Linked DNA regions of Pan troglodytes: region 1 is linked to region 2. The links are chromatin contacts, called in public Hi-C maps. All regions are on one chromosome and are shown on one strand. Each heading gives the region's core, a stretch centred on a gene start, on an enhancer-like site or on the middle of the called end of the contact. The rest is flanking DNA. Distances are from core to core; before and after follow the strand shown.

Evidence for each region. Hi-C and Micro-C count contacts between places; a contact is called where the count stands out from the background.
Region 1: a Hi-C map of stem cell-derived neural progenitor cells shows a contact between it and region 2, with 5 times the contacts expected there. The contact joins the promoter of CHN2 here to the enhancer-like site in region 2. A contact is called at or near these places in 1 of 7 Hi-C or Micro-C datasets (stem cell-derived neural progenitor cells) and 1 of 1 datasets of contacts at active chromatin or transcription factors (stem cell-derived excitatory neurons).

The regions. Positions count from the first base shown.
Region 1 is chr6:34,995,024-34,998,569 of NHGRI_mPanTro3-v2.0_pri, reverse strand. It overlaps CHN2 (chimerin 2), which reads right to left and starts at 2,109. Exons shown (of 14, transcript XM_016957223.4): 1 at 1,357-2,109. The coding sequence starts at 1,405. It also overlaps a transcript of CPVL not described here.
Region 2 is chr6:34,723,341-34,727,242 of NHGRI_mPanTro3-v2.0_pri, reverse strand. No RefSeq gene overlaps it. Among named protein-coding and RNA genes, the nearest start is that of TRIL, 32 kb to the left of the region's middle. Within about 2 kb of position 2,567, at least 6 of the 24 cell types and tissues checked have an H3K27ac peak or open chromatin away from gene starts, as enhancers often do. A contact at or near this core is called in stem cell-derived neural progenitor cells, where this site is marked.

The DNA.
Region 1 (3,546 bases), core at 860-3,359, 270 kb before region 2:
ACTTGAACTATATCGCACACCTAACAACAACGTGTTTTCAATTAGTTGGCAGTGATCGAGAAAGGAAGTGCCATTTCCCAGGAACTAAATCTGCCAAGAAAGATAACAGATGGCTTTCAAGTGATCACCTTGTGCCACATCACAATTGCACCTTAGTCAAATTCACCTTGCATTTATGATTTAGTGAGTTACACATCTAAAGCTGTGGTTGCCTTTTTGCCCTGCTTGCTATCCAATGCCTCCAAAAAGGTGTTTCTTCCTTTGAGTTTAATTCGTGAATAATAAAAACAGCCCAATGGGACTTAATACAATATTAATATATTGAAGCACTTCCATTAGGACTTCATGACCTTCTTGACCCTTAAATACTGTATACTACCCTAAATGTCTTATCAGCTATCCCTTTGGGTTTGTCATTAAAGTTTTCAATGACCAGAGAGGTACAGGAATTCTACCTAATGCATCATTCTGATTAGAAACCTGTCATACTCAGAAACCAGTGGGTCTGCCTCTATTGATTCCTACTCCTTCAGATTCATTAGCAATTTGTTTCTCTTCAATTAGACCCGATGATCAACCATAGAAAAGCTGAAAGAAGCCTTCCCTTTGCTCAACCATTCTTAAAAGGAAAAAAAAATGCATGCCTTGCTAGTGAAATTACAGCCACTATTATCAGAAAATCTCTAAGGAGTCTCTCTCTCACACACACACACACACACACACACACACACACACACACACACACACTCTTGTAAATGTGCCAAGAGTCAGAGGATGGGCTCGACCTCTCTTCCCCTAACCCACTTCAATCAGGATCAGAAAGATACATCCCTTCATTGCTGCTGTCTAAAACCCATGCCCAAGCGAGTGTCTCCATAGAGCTAATTTCTGAAACAAACAAAGAAAATCAAGTCTGCGAGGAGCGAGGGTTTGCTCCCCTCTGCTCCGGATTTGGATGTCCAGGGTAGCGGGCGCGGCACGGCAAACAGGTCGGGGCGCTCTGCTTCACCCCAACCTTCTCCGCCCCGCCAGCCCCCGCTCCAGCTGCGCCAGAAAGTGCGAGCCTGCCCGCTCCTTTCGCTTTTCGCTCGCTGCACTCCAAGCCCCGGAACACCCGCGTCCGCACACTAAGGGCACCACCGCTCTCCCACCTCTGCGCTGTCAGATGTCAGGCGCGGAGGTGCTCTGGGCACCGAGGTGCTGGCGAACCAAACAAGTATCACCCCGGACGCCTGCCCCCACTCCGAGAGAGCGGGCGGGATGGCCACAGGTAGGCTCTGTCCATCCCAGGGTGCGGGGCGAGGGCAGTGGGGCGAGACCCGGCGCGGCAGCAGCGCCCGACGGGCTGAAACTCACCGGAGGACACCGACGAGCCGGACAGGCTAGAGTTGCTGGACGCTGCCATCTCCGCGCGCCCCTCGCGTCGCTGCTCGCTCAGCCCCGGTGCGGACGCCGCCGCCGCTGCCCTCGCCCGGCCGCTCGCAGCCTCCGCGGCCCCCAGCCCATGGCAAAGTCCTGGGGACGCGCAGAAAGCACCAGCCTCCGGACTCTGCCTGCACTTCCTGCTCCACCAGATGACGCGCTGCCGCCGCCGCTATTTATTTGTGGTTTCCGTCCCGCTCCGCGCCTTTGCACGCTTTTCTATGGGTGTCAGGGGGTAGGTGGGAGCAGAGGGAGGCCGAGGGGCAGCCGGGACGGGCGGATCTCGGCTCCCGCCGAGCCCCTCTGCCGTCCGCGCTCCCCTGTGCGCGGCTGGGACCAGGGCGTCCTGGCAGCTCCGAGCCGCCCCGCCAGCTCCCGCACCCTCTCCTGGGCTCCCGCCTCTCCCGCCGCACTTCGAGTAGACCGGGCAGAGGCGGCGGGAGACGGACAGACAGAGCGACCTCCCCCTTCTCCCTCCGCCCCAACTCCGCTCGCGCACACACAAAGGAAGAAGAGGAGACGCGGTCGCTCGGGGGGTGGTTCGGCTGCTGCGGGCTTGACAGCTCCCGCCACTGGGGCTGGAGGGGGAGGCTGCGGACTCTGGACAGGGGGAGGCGGGACGGGGGACCGGGTCCCCGGGGTGCTGGGGAGGCCGGGGCCGGGCGCGGGGCGAGCGCGGCTGCCGCGCGCAGCGCTGCTCCTAGGATTTGAAGGGGATGGGGAGGGAGGGTGTGGGGGAAGGTGGTGGGGCTCACCGCGCCCCGCCGGGCTCTCGAGCAGCGAGACAGTGGGGGTGGGGGATCCAGAGGGCGAAGGCGGGATCACTAGGGCCACGGTGCTAGGCAGAAGGGAACCTGGGATGACAGAGCCACTATGGAGCGCTCCTTCCACTCCTCTCCAAATTGTCCTTTGTTGCTCTGGAGCTGACGGTCCCTGCCCTGCAAGAAGGTGCGTTTCCTAAAACACCCGGGAAGCCAACCCAGCTACACTTAAGTAACCCAGCCACGGACAGTGCCCGACGCGTCCGTGGGCCTCTGAGGTTGGCCTTCAAAGAAATAGAGCCGTCCAAACGTGTCATCAGGCCCACACAAAGCCGGTGTCAAAGAGAAAGAGGTTCTCCGTGCCTTGCAAAAAAAGATTCTCGCAAAAGACTTAAGACTTGGCAGCAGGTCCGACTGTGCCCTTTCAGGATAGGAACTGCTCAGGTGTGTGAGAGAAAGAGACTCGAGCACAAGGTGTGTCCCTTCCCCCTGTATTTAAACCTAAATTAATTTCACTGGGAGGAAATACCATGCAGATTTTTTTTAAGTCTGTTTCACGCTCCCAGCGGGCTAATCGGTTCTTTCAATCCTAAAGCAACAGAAAACTGTGAAATTTGAAGAGAAATTGTTAGATCAAAGGAAAAAGCAAACATTAAAGGAATGAAAGTACTCTCATTATATAGCAAAAATGGAAAGTGTTCACATTGGGGTAGTTCAACTTTTTAAAACATGGTTAAAAGAACATAGTAAATTTAAAAATTATCAGGAGTGACACAGAACAGCAGCTAGGCCCTGGGGATCCACATCAACCAAGCACCTAACATACAGTGAATAATGAATGTTAAATAATCACAGTACGCACCCACGTCACATTTTCTAGTTGATTAGAACTTTAAAAAAAAAAAAAAATCCCTCCAGGATACTATCCCAGTGTGTCTTCTCATTAAGGTCCATTTTTAAAAAATACACCTTGCTAAACTGTTAAAGGAGTGTGAGCACTCTTCAGTCACGTGGGACTGCGTCTTCCTACCCCTCAACTGTATGGACCTTGAAACAGCCCTGGCTGGTCTAAGGAGACCCAAGCGCCCCCATTTTCCCAGCCCCCTACCACTACCCTTCATTTTGTGGACTGCACGAAATGATGCAGTTCCTAATCTGGAGCCTTCAGGGACATGTGACCCATCACACACTTGGCTTGTTGATCAGATCAGAAGGAACTTACTGTTTCCCCAGAGTTCTTCTGATAGAAAACAGCACTTACTTGTTTGACTAGTAATCTATGTAGCCCCACAGATCTTTAGATGGTGGACTATCTGACTTGGCTATGTCGCCCGGTAGAATTTTACCATCTGGGCTTCGAAGT
Region 2 (3,902 bases), core at 1,318-3,817:
ATCACCTGAGGTCAGGAGTTCGAGACCGGCCTGACCAACATGGAGAAACCCTGTTTCTACTAAAAATACTAAAAATTAGCCAGGCATGGTGGCACATGCCTGTAATCCCAGCTACTAGGGAGGCTGAGGCAGGAGAATTGCTTGAACCTGGGAGGCAGAGGTTTGCAGTGAGCTGAGATAGTGTCATTGCACTCCAGCCTGGGCAACAAGAACGAGACTCCATCTCAAAAAAAAATTTTCATAGAATGAGAAGAAAAATAAACTTGTAGTTACAACACAGTGTAAGAAACACATCTAGGTAACTATAAGGTGCTAATGGGGTGAGTATCTGAGGAGTGACCCTTGAAGGGCAGCAGATTTTTCGAGAAAAATTCTGTAATAACATAGTTGTGTAGTGTTCACTCTTTGATGTTATTTCCTCTAAATTTTTCCTTCAGTGGTATTAGTGGTATTCTATTCAAGGTGAAGTCCAGTCTACTGGTAGAAGAATTAAAAACCCAGCTAGTATTTTCTAGGTACTTTGAATTGAGTGTCCCTTGAGGCATCAAATATTCTCGGAGGGCAAATGATAAGCCACACAACACCATTGCAGGATATGGGGAAGCGGATTGCAAGTCACAGAGAAGGTTAATAACAGGGTCAGATCAGTACCGTGGTTATTGATTGAAGCAACTCAATGTAGGCCAAAAGGAGTGAGCTGTGGTGTTGACTGGCAGGTTCTGGTCCTGTTTCCGTACTGTGCACCATTGACTCTGTGCTCAAGTTGCCTTCTTAGTAAAATTACAGGACTGGGCCAGATGTGGCTCCTGCACTATGGATGTTCTCAGATGCAAAAGAAGCTCTCTTCCTCAAGCCCCCTACCTGTAGATGAATGACCTTGGAATCCTGGCATTGTAAGTTTAGCTTCAGCCATCCCATCAGTTGTTATTCTGGTGCATTTAGGTTGGATTTTTAGGTGTTGGGGGAAATAATATGAATCTCATCACCATCGTTTTCATTTATTTATATCTTATTTAGTACTACTATGTGCCAGGCACTGTTCCAAGTACTTTTCCAATATTAATTAATTTAATCTGTACAATGATGGGTACTGTTATCACACCCATTTTAGAGGGGGGACAACTGAGGTTCAAGGAGGTTAAATAACTCGCTCAAGATCAGCTGTCTAGGGAGGGACAAAACAGGATTCAGTTTCAGGCAGGCTGGGTCTTGAATTTGTGATCACCACCCTGTACTGTCTCTGGACAGAATAATTGAATAATAATAAGACAAAGATGAAGTATGCAGTAATGACCCATTAAAATAAGATTTTTAAAAAAAAATTAAATGTGATAAGACAAGGACAGATGTGGCACATGCCTTTGGGCTAAGTCCTTTAGAAGGGAAACAAAGAATGAATCATGTACTATGGGAGAAAGAGAAGACAATGCCTACGCCCTTATGGGCCTACCAGGCTTTCTACCTATGAGCTCATTTGCTCCTTACAAGACCCCAGGAGGTAGGTGTCATTATCATCACCATTTTACAGAGGAGGCTGAAAGACTTGTTTAAGATCACACAACTAGTAAGTGGAGGAAGCCAGGTCCCTGACTAAAGTGCCCAGAGGCTCCCTTAAGGGTGGGCTGGGGAATCCACATCAGAAGGCTCTGCGAGTCCGGGTCCTAGTGGGCAGATGCCTTGCAGTAAATGGGTCTCTGGGCTGCAGTAATCTGAAAGACCAGCTTACCTGCGGCAACACATTTCAATCACATGGAGCAGGTCTACTTAGGGGAAAGATGCACAATGCATAGGAGATGCCTGTCAACACTGAGAAGAGCTGAAGTGCTGAGGACTGAACCACACCCTCACTGGATGGAAATGCATCTACAAGCTGTGCACTCATGTTTGACCCTGGTCAAACCTTGGCACTACGAACATCTGCAGGGGATGATTCTTTGTTATTAGAGGTTGTCCTATGCATTGTAAGATGTTGAGTGACATCCCTGGCCTCTACCCACTAGGTGCTAGTATCTGTGTAGTATCTATGTCCACCCCATCCCACAAGCTGTGACAAACACAAATCTCTCCAGACAAGGCCAAATGTTCCTTGGGAGGCAAACTCCCCCCCTCCCCCCCCGGCCCCTGGTTGAGAACCACTACTTTGATCTTATACTCTGGGCTTATGAACGGTGAAAGCTTCCAGAAACTACCCTGTTCTGATGTCGAGGAGTTCAATATTACCTAAAACTCCTCCCAACTCTCAGAAACTAAGAGAGAGAGAGAAAAAAAAAAGATGGGTTAGCTTCTGCAGTGCAGATACTTTGCCATTCAGTTAAGTGTGTATATTTGAGGGGGTGTATGGATATGGAGAACAGGGATTGGAAAGCCTACTCACCACACTTCTTCACAATACCTCTATTTCATTCTATCTATATGCTTATTATTTCAGCTCTTCTCATGTGCGATCAAATTCTTATTTTGCATCATATTGCCCTCTAGCGGTCACTTCTCTTTGTAGCACACGGAAGAGAGGCACCAATACAAATCGCTTTTTAAGAATGAAACCCAGGAGGGAACTGGCTGGGGGAAGTGGACGTGGTTCCACGAGCCGGGTAACTTCTGGCTTCGCGGATTGTGAGCGTCCGGTTTCTCCTCCGAGCCGCGCCTTTTTCCTTCCCAAGCCCCACCCTTCCTCCTGCGAGCCCTCACCTCCACGTTCCAGCACCCAGTGGCACTTTGCTTCTCCCGCCGGGATACCGGACCTCTTCTTTGCAGAGAGAATTCAAAGCTACTTCCATGTTAAACAGAAAGAGCATCCTGTGGGTAGAAATATCCGACGAGGAGCGTTTTCCGAATGCCCGGAAGGGAGTTGCTACGTGAAAAATAGACATGATGCGCTGAAAAAAATATAGATGATTTGTTGTTGCTCTTGGTTCTCAGCCGGACCTCAAAAACAACCCCAGGATTTTTTTCCTCCAAAGTGGAGCCAGCTACTTTGCAAGTGCTCCCCTTCTTTCTCCTTGCCCATCCCCAGACCATTTAGTTAACCTCAGTGGGACAGGAACCGTCCTACAAATGCATGTGTTTGTCATCTTAAGAGCTTTGGTAAGCCTACTTAAATTTCAGACAGCTAGAGACTGTCATAATGGCTTTCTTCTGTCGATAGGTGACATTGTGTAATTAGTAACCCTGTAAAGCCTTTGAGGATAGCTTTTTCTTTTAAAAATTGAAACCCAGAGAATTAAGACAAAGAAAGCTACTCTGTGGAGTTAAACGTCATCTTCAAGGAGGAAATTTTTAAAAGTACCTCTACATCTACACGTGGGCTTCAATTATATGTCTCCAAGGTACAGCACCCAGACGTCAAACCACTCAAGCCTGGATGGTGAATTTATGATAGAGGTTGACTTTTTTGTAAAATAAGTTTTCTGTTTCCACAAAATAAAATTGTATTTAGGGGTATACGCGCCAGAATTTCTTTTAGCAATTAATCAAAATGAATGACCAAAAAGTTTAATTCTAGACTAGAGCTATTAAATTACTTCCGAGCTATGAATGCAGTTTTGATTTTAGGCCATATCAATCCAGGACAACACAGAACAATGAGCCTGGAGGGTCAGATACTGTGAAGAGCAAATTTGCAGAAGGCTTTTGGGTCGGCAACAGTTGGGTTTCCTTAAGATTTATAGGCTTCATAGGATAAACACACACTTCTTTATTTCTGCTCTGTATGAACACTCAGCAGATGAAGTTCCACTAACCGCTTCCCCTGCCCCCATATTTAAAAAGCTTTCTCCTTCTCTTTTCTTTTCTATCTCTGTGAATGGCTTAAACAGCAGCCTGTGTTTTAGAACCATAAAGCGTGCATAAATGTTTCATAAAAAGAAATAGAAAAAATAGAAATCTCCAGTGTGAATATTTGT